Regions from separate parts of the Sus scrofa genome. Here all the other regions are linked to region 3. A link is a contact called in public Hi-C and HiChIP or PLAC-seq data. All regions are on one chromosome and are shown on one strand. The core of a region is the stretch at or near the end of the contact, and the rest is flanking DNA. Distances in the headings are between cores, read along the strand shown. Region 1 holds the start of GALNTL5 (inactive polypeptide N-acetylgalactosaminyltransferase-like protein 5). Region 2 overlaps GALNTL5 (inactive polypeptide N-acetylgalactosaminyltransferase-like protein 5). Region 3 overlaps PRKAG2 (5'-AMP-activated protein kinase subunit gamma-2).

Region 1 (3,758 bases), core at 349-2,848, 65 kb after region 3:
CCTCCCGCTCCGGGCGGAGAGACACGGGAGGGAAACTGGGGGGGGGGCTCCATTTGAGGGCGCGGCTACACAGCCACCGCCCCCACCGCCCATGTCCCCACCCACTGCCCCCCTCCCCCTGTCCCTGGCTGCAGCGCGCGACTCCACCTCCCCTCCCCGGAGCGCAGTCCACACCGTCCTTTTTCAACAAAACAACACTGCACCGCCCCACCCCCCGCACCCGTACCCGGCGGGACCGCGGGCAACGCCCAGCCCGCCACCGGCCGCGCCCCCCGCCCTGCGCCCCGCGGCCCCCGCCCCCACTCCGGCCGTAGACAGTCGCCGAGCCCTCTAGGCACGCGGGTGGGGGAGAGATGGAGCCCCGGCACGGCGGCCCAGCGCCTCCACCCTTCCCCTAGCCGCCCCAAGTGACAGGAGGGGCACGCACAGCGCGCGCGGGCGGCGCATTAACCGCTTCCGCGCTGGGTCGGCGGCGACGCGAGGGTGGGGAGCAGGGGACTTTGGGGCTGGGACTCACCGGAATGTGCACTCGCAGCGAACGCCTCTTCTGGCTGGTATTTTTCTTGCTGCTGCTCCCGCCGCCGGGGCTGGAAACATCTTTCTTCTTCTTGGTGTCCATGGCCGCGCTTCCCATAACTTTAACCAGAAGTTAATTCCGGGTGACTCGTTGCTGAAATTCAGTCCTCTCCTTCCCAGCCTGGCTCCTGCCGTCGCCCTCGAGCCACGCGCTCTGTATCACTGCTCTTCCACCCTGAAGACACCGCGTGGGGACTTCCGCGGGAAGGGAAGGTGGTGCAGGTATCTCGGGCCGCCGCCACGCAGCGGGGGTGGCTATCGGCGGGAGCGCTGAGTTCACGTGTCCTCTTCCTCCTACGAGCTCATCGGATGCAAAATCAAAGCCAAAGGCTGTCCTGGTTCTGGGCTCTCGCCGGGTTACGCGTGGCGGAGGTCTCCCGCTGGGTGACAAAGTTTTCTTCCTTTTGCAAAGCGAAGCAACATTTTCCACCCTTTCGGCTCCTCCCACCGATTCCCAGAGGTGCTCTCAAAGGCAGGTGCAATTTAAAAACGGTAATCTGGAAAGCAGCCCTCCTCTGCCTGTGCCTGGCTGGAAAATCTGGCGAAGAGTGAGATGGTTTGTATATTCATATAATCCTCGGCCGCAGAATAAACCAGCCCCAGCCTGGAACTAGGTCCGTCCTCCTTTCTGGGCGAGAGGGAGGGAGGGAGGAGGGGAAGAGGAGGTGCAAACGCCAATACTCCTCGCAATTGGGCTCCCGCGCCGCCGCGAGCCGGAGTTCTGGAGGCCGCCCAGCTGGTCTGAGGGCGCGCGGGAGCCCCGTGGGGAGCCGAAGACAGGCGCCCGCTCTGTCCCCCCGCCGCGCCGCGGCCCCGGGGCCTGAGCGGTCAGAGAAGGGCCTGGCCTGGCACCGACGTAGGCTGGCGGAGCGCGGGGCGGTGGACGGCGGCGTGCATCGAACAGGAAGTGCACAGCCGGCCGCGCCGCTCTCCCGCTCCCCCCGCCGCCCCCGGGCCGCTGCGCGCCGTCGCCTGCCCCGCGGGCCGGGGCTCCCCTCCCTTGCGGCCGCGGCGGCGCGGGACTGGCTCGGAGGTGGTTGGGCCCCATCTGGTCCCCGGGTGTCTGTTTCTGCCTCACCCCCTGAAACACGCACGCGCGCACTGTGCTCCGCAGACCCCGCAGCGGCGGAAGCGCGGGTCTCGGCGGGATGAGCGCTGACCCGCGCGTGCTTCTCGGAAAACCTTGGCCCCCGGGGGCCCGCCCCGCCGGCGCGCGGACTTGAATGCGTGCTGGGAGCGGTCCGTGTCGCCGGCGGAGTGCGGGTTTTAACCCCACCGCCCCGTACCCCTCCCCGGCCGGCTTTTTTCACCAAGGGATCCGCGTTAAGCGCCGGGCGCGGAGTCAGCAACCCGCGCCGCCACGGGAAACACGGAGTTTCTAAGACTGAGAACCAAGTGGTGGGGGAGGGGCTGGAAACCCCGGGCGAGCCCCCACGTGCTGCCACCCGCTTAGCCGCCGAGTTGCCGGGGCCCCGCGGGGCGAGGCACCTCCCCGAGCCCAGGGCCCGTGGGGCGTTCTCCGGTGTCGCTGTGGCCTCCTTGGGCGGGTCCCAGGATGGGGCAACCCTGGCCCCCGGCTGGAAATCAAGGTGAGTGCTCTGTCGGGAGTCGCCTCCCTTCCTCCTCTAGGTTCTGAGGATAGGGTGACCCCCCCAAATCACTTGGGCGCCCTGAATGCTGATGTCAGCTCTGCTGCTGCCCATAATCAGTGATGCGGGGTGGCCACCCGAGAAAGAACGGGACACAGGTCGCTTTGGGAACGCCATGGGGGCGGTGAGAGGCTGGTCTTTGCCCCGGTCCAGTTGCGGGGATTCTCGAGTTCTCTCCTCCCGGGAGGAGGGGTGAGCCCCCTTCTGGCACGCTCCTTAGGCAGTGCCCCCTCCCAGCCAGAAGGAACCCTGGCTCAGCCATCATTCAGGTTTCCCTTTCTCACCGAGTCCCATCCGCTTGTGTACAGTTCCCTACAGTCTGGGTGGTGCCGTGGTTCAGAAGTCGGGGGGCGGGGGGGTTCTGGTGGGTTTGTCTTCCTTCTCCTCCCGGCTCCCCAGTCCACAGTGGAGCCAAACCGAAGCCCCTCCTTGTCCTGGAGCAGTGCTTTCTGGACTGAAAGTTGCGATGCTCTGGAGGAGCACACACAGGTGTGGAATTTCTCGCCTTGACCTTTTTCTGAATGGCTGCCTGCATTTCAGACTTCAGGGCAACCCCATTATTGCAGGAAATGCTGGAAACACTGGTTAGAGGTGGGGAAGAGTGGCTCTTCAGTCTATGTGATGGGGTTTAAAGGCCACCCTTTCCCACCCAAAGTGACTCTCCACTGTCATTTACATTTCATCTTTTCCGCTTAATATTTTAATCCTGTCACAATGATAATTTGCCAAAGCATGCAAATCACTCCATTTGCTGACAACTGCTTTGGGAAGGAGAGACAGAGAACTAGGAGGGGAAGTCAGGAGAGCCACGGGGAGGGCCCTCCTGGGACGGATTCAAAATGAGGAAGCCACTGTGTTATTTCTCATACTGGATTTCCTGAGGCCTGTCACGGTTCATGGGCCCTGTCTAGTGATGCTTAGAATATGTCCTTTGCCTGTTGATTTCAGAAAATATGCCTGATCATTCATTAATAGCATTCATTTGCTCTCTGAGTTTGAGTGCAGGCTTTACTGCCTGGGAATCCTAAATTAAAACATGTGACCATATTGCTTGCATTTTAAGAGTCCCTCTTCTGTTTGGTTTGGGTTTGGGTTGTGGTTGTTTTATTTATTTATTTATTTATTTATTTTGGCTCCCCATTTTTTTTTCTGAAATCTGGGTATTTCTTATAGATGATGTCAGAAGCAGCTCAGCAGCTATTTTTTTTTCCTTCTGAAAGATGTTAATGAATGGATCATATATCTTCCCATCAGTGGCATCTTAGAATGGAGGGCCATAGTGATTGTTTTGTATTGGGGTGCCCTTGAAACCCCATCTGTCCTTCACCTTGCTGCACGGTTATTTTAGCCAGTAGCTAAAAGTGGCACGCCCAGACCACAGGACTGTGTAATGAACGCTGATATTTCTTGTTTTTCGATGCCCTGATCTATGTATGACCCCTTCTGCAAAATTAATGCAATAGAATATTTGCTGAACAGAACAGAAAAATGTTAAAGGCAGTGTGACTGATTTTGCCTTTGGCCTCAAGCTCC
Region 2 (3,985 bases), core at 391-2,890, 85 kb after region 3:
TTCAACCCCAGCCCCAGATGTTGAAACCACAGGTTTTGGTGTCAGGATCCCAAGTAGAAGGCCACAGCGCCCCCTTCAGGAATGGGAGGGCACGGGGCGCACTCGCGCGCCTGCTCAAAAACCTAAACGCAGCCTGGATTGCATCACTGCATCCCTCGCTTCCGCCCGTCCTGTCTTCTCTCCCTACTTCCCCACGTCCACACCACTTGTTTTTGCCAAATCCGATTACTCATAATTCTCAAAATGCACTGGGGAGAACAGCATGTAGGCAAGAAACGGGAATGAAACAGCATGGAATGTTCTGGAAACTGCAGCAGGTTTGGTTTGGACCGTAGAGACCTCAGGGTGCAGGCTGCGGAGGAAGGACTTTGAGGGCCTGTTGGCACTGCCCACGCAGCTCTCTTTCCCACCGGGCGAGGTCTGGGGCAAGTTCCTTAACCATCGAAGCCTGCTTTCCTCCTCTGTGGGGCGAGGCCGTAGCACTGCCTTGCACATCTGTGCTGGGAACTATGTGAGGTGAGTGTGTGCAGGTGTCTGGCACAGAAGCAGACAGCAGGTGCTGCGAACACAGTGGAGCTAAGAAATGGCGAGTTGGGTTTTGTCTGATGACTGGTGACCCCCGAGACGAGTTGCTGCCGCTCTCAATCCCATTTTACAGGTGACAAAACTAAGGCACGCATAGGAGGCCGAGCTGGTTTTAAACCCAAGCTCTTAACCACTGTAGTGGTTGTTCTTCCTCCAGCAGAACCGAGCCGGAAAGGAATGGCCTGCAAGATGAAGGCAACATCAGGGACCGCGGGAAAAGAATGGTACCCAGAGAAAAACTGGACCTGGCTTTGCCTCCATTGCAGTGGCTAAGATGCTGAGAAAAGAACTTAAGGGCTCAGCATACTCATCGATAGGACTTCTGTGGCAAGAGTAGCCCCCTCAGCCCGTTCCAAAGCCCAGGCACCCCTCCCTGTGCCAGGGGCTTTGCGAAAAGGCCCATCTATAGCCTCCTGCAGGCTGCAGCGCCTGATAGAGGGCTCCCAACACTGCCCAGTCCTCTGGCGGAGAGAGGCAGGCCGGTCCTGGCGTTGGGACTCAGGGCTGCCCACTCATCCACATCCGACAGAGCAGTGTGTCCAGAAACCCGAGCACAGAGGTCGGGGACCTGGGCTGCAGTGTGAGAATCCTTAGCAGCTACATGGACTGTGGGGGACCAGCTCAGTCAGGGCCCTCCGCCCGGATTTCAGCCAGAGGGAATTTAATACAGAGCATCAAACCCCAGGGTCCCCACAGAGCTGCATGGCTGGAATCCAATGGCAGGAGAGATGGTTTGAGGAGGTGCTACCAGAAGCCCCCACAACAGGGCCATCTGAATCTCGCTCGGCCATCAAAGGAGGGCTGTTCAGTGAGAGTGGAGCCCAGGAGGCCACGGAGCCTCTTCCAAGGACACCCCAGGAGGCAGAGAACCAGAGGGAGAAACATTCTGGCCTCCCCTTGCCTCTAGCCTCTACTCCACCTCCAGCCCAGAGTCCAGGCAGCCTGGGAGAGGTCTCACAGGCCCCACAGGGAGGGCAAGGATGGAGGGAAGCAGTGGTGGCTGAGGGGCACGCCCTTAATCCTACCGGAATAGTTCTGGGTTATCTGGAATAATCTAATTGGAAAGACACTGTCTTGCTGTCCCCATAAACTGTTGACATTTCCTGGACGTTTGAAAAGCTGTCCTTCTTAGGTACCAACATCAGATTTGTCTACTTGCTCAGTGGGACCTGACCCCAAAGTCCAGCTCTAGAGACTTTATCTGAACAAAATCCAGCATTCTTCCCCAAATAAAAAAAAAAAATCCATAGTGAAACAACAAACAAATGTTATTTCCTTAACATGACAAAAAAAAAAAAAATACCTAACAAAATCGTTGGAACAAGAAGTATTCTTACTGAGTTCTGAATGGACCAAGAATTATACATATTGAAAAGGAGACAAGAATTTGATAAAATAATCACCCACCTAGAAAACAAAATTGACAGAAAATGCTTAAAACTAGTAAGATAATTCCCTAAAGTGACTGGAAGATAAATATTCAAAACTTAGGAGTTCTCGTTGTGACTCAGTGGTAATGAACCCAGCTAGGACGCCGGTTCGATCCCTGGCCTTGCTCAGTGGGTTAAGGATCCAGCGTTGCCATGCGCTGGGGTGTAGGTTGGTGGCTACAGCTCCAATTAGACCCCTAACCTGGGAACCTCCATATGCTGCGGGTGTGGCCCTAAAAAGATTTAAAAAAAAAAAAGTAATTCTCTTCTCATATAATCACAATAACAAGCTGAAAAACTAAAGGAAAGAAAGATGTAATTAGGAAAAAATGGACGCACAGCTCGTACATAAAGGAAAGGACAGAGAGTTCCACGGGGGTGCAGCAGGTTAAGGATCTGGCATTGTTACTGCTTCGGCTGCGGTCACTGCTGTGGCACAGGTCCAATCTCTGGCCTGCGGAACTTCCACATGCCGTGGGTGTGGCCGCAAAAGAAAAAAAAAAAAGAAAGAACAAAACCTCAGTGTGAGACTCGAAGAAGTGAGTGAAGGGCAGTCATATATGCGGAAACGAAATAAAGCCATCGTCACCTCCCAGAGGGCTGTGAACGGAATCTCATCCATCACCCTCCCAGAATTTTCAAAAATTGACATGAGTCCTTTTAAAATTCCTCCAGGGAATAATAAATATAGGTTTGGGGGCCCAAACTGTGTCATGTGTCTTTAGCAGATGGTGCATGATTTACACCGTGTGACAGTGAGAGCAACGTGGTAATGGGACCACTGGAGCAGGCAGGTCAGTGAAACTCCAGGCGGTTATTTACATAATTTATGCAGCAAGGTGGTCGGGAAGGTTCCACTGGCTGCAGTCATCAAAGCACCTCCACAGGCTAAAGCTGCTTCTCCAGTTCCTTCCAAGATGAATGATGGGTCTGGGAAGGAAGGCGAGGACAGGAAACATCTGGGTCCCAGGCAGGTGAAAGGGACATCCCGGCAGGAACTCATGCTGTGCTCTTCCTTTAAAATTAAACGGCGGCAGGACCGCTGAAAAGGCATCATCAGCTCTGCACCCTGCCTCTCAGAAGGGTCTGCATTTTGACAAGCCTGCAGCTGCACTGTGGAGAACCGTTGGGGAGTAGGGTCTGCCCCTGAGCCCCAGGCCACCCTCATTGCTTTGCTGGTGTTTTTTGAAGCCTGTCTCTCAGGCATATTCCCAGGCCAGATACTACAGATACTAAGTGGTATTAGGAGACTGAGAAAAAAGCATTTTCAGAAAGAATTTTAAATACACACTTCCCGTAAATTGCCTGTAATATTTCAGATCTGCTCCAGGGAAAGCTGTCATGAAAGCTTTGAGTAATGAGCCACCATCACTTAGATAACTGTTGAGTGCTCTGTTAATACGAGATCGCTGGTCTCCATATTTAGCCCTTTAAAAACTGGCACCAGATCCTTCTCTCTTGGAGCAATCATTGAATATCCAACCTTGGGAATTGGATCCGTTATAAAAGTAGAGCATCCTAACCTTGAAAAGCCCCCAGAGATGTGCAGAATGGAGGCAAATACCTAAGAATCAGTTTTTAAAGCAATTTTAAATAGTTGCTCTCGAGAAAAAGTTGGGAGAAGATAGCTTTTTTTTTTCTGTCTTTTGTCTTTTTAGGGTCACACATGGCATACGGAGGTTCCCAGGCTAGGGGGTGAATCGGAGCTGTAGCCGCCAGCCTACACCAGAGCCACAGCAACACCAGATCCAAGTTGCATCTGTGACCTACAGCACAGCTCACGGCAACACGGGATCCTCAACCCACTGAGCAAGGCCAGGGAGTGAACCCAAAACCTCATGTTTCCTAAGCAGGTTTGTTTCTGCTAGGGAACTCCTTTTTTTTTTTTTTTTTTTTTTTTTTTTTTTTTTTTTTTTTTTTTTTTTGCAGCACCTGTAGCTTATGGATGCTCCCAGGCCAGGGGTGGAATT
Region 3 (3,631 bases), core at 782-3,281:
GCCCCCTTCCAGGGCAGGGCCTGCTGCTGGGCATGTCAGGCACACGCTGGCCACATGCTGGGCAGCCTTGGGTGGGAAATCCGAGTTCTCACGTGGAACGGGTGTGCCGAGGGCACCTGGTGTCCTCCGTCAGAGCCCAATGGCCACAGGGGGTTCCAGGGACCCCATCTTGGGCCAGAGTCCCCCACAGGGCAACTTAATAATGACACGTGAAATGGCCAAGTGGCTGGCTCTTTGAAAAATTTACTTTTTGGTCCTTTATACTAATTTGGCTCCTGTCGTTAATCACACCGCCCCCTGGTGGCCACACCCTGGGGTCAGGCCCAGAGCTGGTGGGACAAACACCCCTCAGCTGCGGCTGCTGCCGAGGTGAGGGAGGGAGGAGCAGGCAGAGCAGCAGGAAGTTTTGGGGCCGTGAAACGACTCTGATACGGAACTCGTGGAGAGACGTCACTACGCATTTGTCAAAACGCGCCTAATGTGCACGACCAAGAGCAAACCCAATGCCTGTTAGTTAATAAAAACGCGGGACCCAAGGCTCATGGACTGTAACAAAGGCACCACGCTCATCGAAGGGGCTGCTGGCGGGGAGGGGAGGGCGGTACGTGGGAGCGCCCTGCACTTTCTCAATTGTCCTGTAAACCCAACACTGCTCCCCCACAGGTCGATTGCTGTGTTTGGAAAAGTAACCGCAGCAAACAGGTCGGCCCACCACCCACCACACTGGGCCTTGACGACCACCTCCTGTGGCTCCCACGGGAGCGAGAAGGGGCCGGCAATCTGCTGAGGGGCTGCCTGGTCCATGGAGGGGCAGGAGCTCGAGTGGTCACTTCACCCATCCATGGCTCTGAGTCCTGCACGGATGCAGGAGAGCAGGCCCACGCCTGGACTCAGGGCTCCGAGGCCGAGGGCGTGAACACACTGGGGTTAGGCAGCAAGAGGGCCCAGGAGGAAGGTCTGCAAACCCCGTGCCCTCTCTCAGGCCAAGCCGGCCAGTGTGGACCCTGCAGCGAGGGCTCAGGCCTTCGTGTTCCAGATGGAAGCAGGTGGCAGCTGGAGTCGTCACCAGGCAGCCTTGGCATGTATGGCCGGAGGGGACAAACCCCAGGGCCCAGCGGGCACAGGGTAACTCGTGGTTCCTGGTCGGGGACTCAGGGCCACAAACCACAGCGCTAAGGAATCCAAACAGGGAATTTGCTAGGTTTTTTGTTTTTGTTGCCAACGAACCCATTCTAGTCAAGGGGGTGGGGGTGGGGGCTCTTATATAAGGAGGGGAGGGAAGAAAAATGCTGGATGTGAGGCCAAAGTCACCAGAAGAGCAGAAACTTCTAGATCAGCTGCCACCACAGCAGGGAGTCAGGTACAAAACACAGGGGTTGTTTGTAGCTTTGCTTTTTCAAAGAAGGGGAAAAAAGCCTGCTGCTCTCATCCCAAGAACTGGGTGAAAGCCGTCATCTCTGAGGAAGCCCTGGTCCCTGGGGCGTCCTCATGGGCACGTTGTGTCCCCAGGCCACCTGTGCCTCCTTTAGGGCCGGGATCGGGCTGGAAGGAAACACCGCCCTGAGCGTGTCCTCACCACTTCCACCCGCTCCGGGCTAGACTGGTTTGGGATCCTTATTTCTCACTGAAAAAGCTCAGAGGATTCCGGGTCAGGTCCTATGAAGGCGCTCCTGACGCCAGAGGACCCCTGGGGATTGGCTGTACCCCGGCGTCACAAGCCCTTTCGTTTTCACTCTCGGTCACTAGGTCCTGGAAGCCTCTGCCCTTCATGCCTACAAGGCCTTGGGGACACGCCCTCTGCTTGCGAAACACGGGCCCAAGCCCCAGGTCCCTGTGCCCAAAGCGAGTGGACGCTGACCTTCCGGGGTTGTCACGGGGAAGCGATCTCAGCCGACCTCCGCCACCAGCCCGTCCCTGGTCCCTGGGGAGGCCCACGAGGAAGGAAAGGAACTCCCACAGGCCGAGGGGGACTTGGAGTTGCGAGCGGGGCGGGGGCTCCCAGAGCTCCCCCTTCGGCTTTGCACACGGCCCTGTTTCCAGGTTCTGACGACACGAAGATCACGTGGGCGGGTCCTCTCTTGCCTGCATCCCAGCCCAGAGCAAAGAGCGGCGCTGGGCAGGGACCTCGTTGGCTGAAATCTGTGGTTCCTCCTGCCTGTGGGAGAAGGTGCAGCTCTCCTTGCCAGCGTCCAGGGCACCCAGGCCACAGTCCAGCCTTACCTCTGCTTCCTCCTGCTTCACTGTGCTGCCTGCAATGGCCCAGGGACACCTCTATCCCGCCCCACCTCCGGGCACTCATGCCTCCAAGCTCAAGGTCACTACACACAGCTCATCTTAAAGGCCATCAGAAATACCTTGATGGAGTGTGACTGTAAGCCAGTGGTTCTCACATGGGTGTGCAAGGACTCCTGGCCAGGGCGAGCAGGTTGGCCTGGCTCCCCTGTGGTTCGAGAGGCACCAGCAGCACCAGACTCGCTGTCCGGCTGGGCTGACCTGCCCTTCTTCTCTTACTGCTCATCTCCTCCTCAGCCTTCAGAACAAGCCCAGGACTCACAGATGCTCAAAGGCTTTTTGTCGAGCCCCCTAGAAACGCCCTCTGACCCCACTGCACTCACAATCAGCCCACTCAAGTACTGTCTCCTTGTGTTTACGTATAGGCTTCGTCGAAGTTGTGAACACTCTGGAGGCTGGAGGCTAGGTCATCTGACTCATTTTTTGTGTGTGGATAAAAAAATAAACTCATGGGATTCAAAAGTCAAAACAAATGGGAGTTCCCGCTGTGGCACAGTGACTATAGCAGCTTGGGGTCGCCCTAGAGGCACAGGTTTAATCCCTGGCCCAGCCTGGCGGGACAAAGGATGTGGCATTGCCACAGCTGCGGCAGAGGTCGCAGCTGAGACTCAGGTTCTGTCCCTGACTCAGGAACGTCCAGAGGGCATGGGTGCGGCCACCAAAAGAAAAACAAAAAAAGTGGTGCACAATTGCAAAGTCGGGCTCTTGCACCTGCGTCCCCATCCATGCCATGCCCTCCAAGGAACCACTTTTACTTGCAGATAGAGTTGGAGTTTCTTCATGCAAGTTTATACATCAAGCCTTGCCCCGCTTTTTAATACAAAGGGCTGCTGGGTTATATAGTCTGCTCCACACGCTGTCCATCACTTCATATGCCCAAGAGATCTTCCCTCCTCCCTCCCTCCCTTTCATCTTTTTAGGGCCGCACCCACAGCATATGGAAGTTCCCAGGCTAGGGGTCCAATCAGAGCGGAGGCTGCCAGCCTACCCCACAGCCACAGCCACGTAGGATCTGAGCCGCATCTGCGACCTACACCACAGTTCACGGCAACCCCGGACCCTTCACCCACTGAGCAAGGCCAGGGATCGAACCTGTGTCCTCATGGATTCTACTTGGGTTCATAACCCCTGAGCCACAACCGGGACTCCCAAGAGATCTTGCAATGTCAGCACAGGGGTTTTTGGGGGTCATCTGCATGGAACACTCTAGTTTCCCCAGCCCCCCGTCAACGGCACGGCCCGATGCGGTGAGAACTCGTCCACCCTCCATGTTTCTAGGACAGTGCGATCGCTGCTCCAAGGGCACCTCGTTCGCGATCTCTGAGCGCTCCTGCCACAC

The links. Hi-C and Micro-C count contacts between places; a contact is called where the count stands out from the background. HiChIP or PLAC-seq counts read pairs in DNA pulled down with a chosen protein or histone mark.
Region 1: a contact with region 3 is called in an H3K27ac HiChIP or PLAC-seq map of alveolar macrophages. The contact joins the promoter of GALNTL5 here to the enhancer-like site in region 3. A contact is called at or near these places in 1 of 5 promoter capture datasets (liver), 11 of 47 Hi-C or Micro-C datasets (embryonic fibroblasts, epiblast stem cells, heart right ventricle and 5 more) and 1 of 2 datasets of contacts at active chromatin or transcription factors (alveolar macrophages).
Region 2: a contact with region 3 is called in a Hi-C map of liver, with 8 times the contacts expected there. The contact joins two enhancer-like sites. A contact is called at or near these places in 7 of 47 Hi-C or Micro-C datasets (epiblast stem cells, liver, mesenteric adipose tissue and 1 more) and 1 of 2 datasets of contacts at active chromatin or transcription factors (alveolar macrophages).

Annotation. Positions count from the first base shown.
Region 1 is chr18:5,472,804-5,476,561 of Sscrofa11.1, reverse strand. It overlaps GALNTL5 (inactive polypeptide N-acetylgalactosaminyltransferase-like protein 5), which reads left to right and starts at 1,598. Exons shown (of 11, transcript XM_021078626.1): 1 at 1,598-2,165. It overlaps PRKAG2 (5'-AMP-activated protein kinase subunit gamma-2), which reads right to left and starts at 1,480. Exons shown (of 16, transcript XM_021078611.1): 1 at 518-1,480. The coding sequence starts at 634.
Region 2 is chr18:5,452,321-5,456,305 of Sscrofa11.1, reverse strand. The region is part of intron 1 of GALNTL5 (inactive polypeptide N-acetylgalactosaminyltransferase-like protein 5); the gene reads left to right. Among named protein-coding and RNA genes, the nearest start is that of GALNTL5, 21 kb to the left of the region's middle. Within about 2 kb of position 1,640, at least 7 of the 83 cell types and tissues checked have an H3K27ac peak or open chromatin away from gene starts, as enhancers often do. A contact at or near this core is called in liver, mesenteric adipose tissue and retroperitoneal adipose tissue, where this site is marked.
Region 3 is chr18:5,538,056-5,541,686 of Sscrofa11.1, reverse strand. All of the region lies in intron 1 of PRKAG2 (5'-AMP-activated protein kinase subunit gamma-2), which reads right to left. Among named protein-coding and RNA genes, the nearest start is that of PRKAG2, 65 kb to the right of the region's middle. Within about 2 kb of position 2,031, at least 18 of the 83 cell types and tissues checked have an H3K27ac peak or open chromatin away from gene starts, as enhancers often do. A contact at or near this core is called in alveolar macrophages, liver, mesenteric adipose tissue and 1 more, where this site is marked.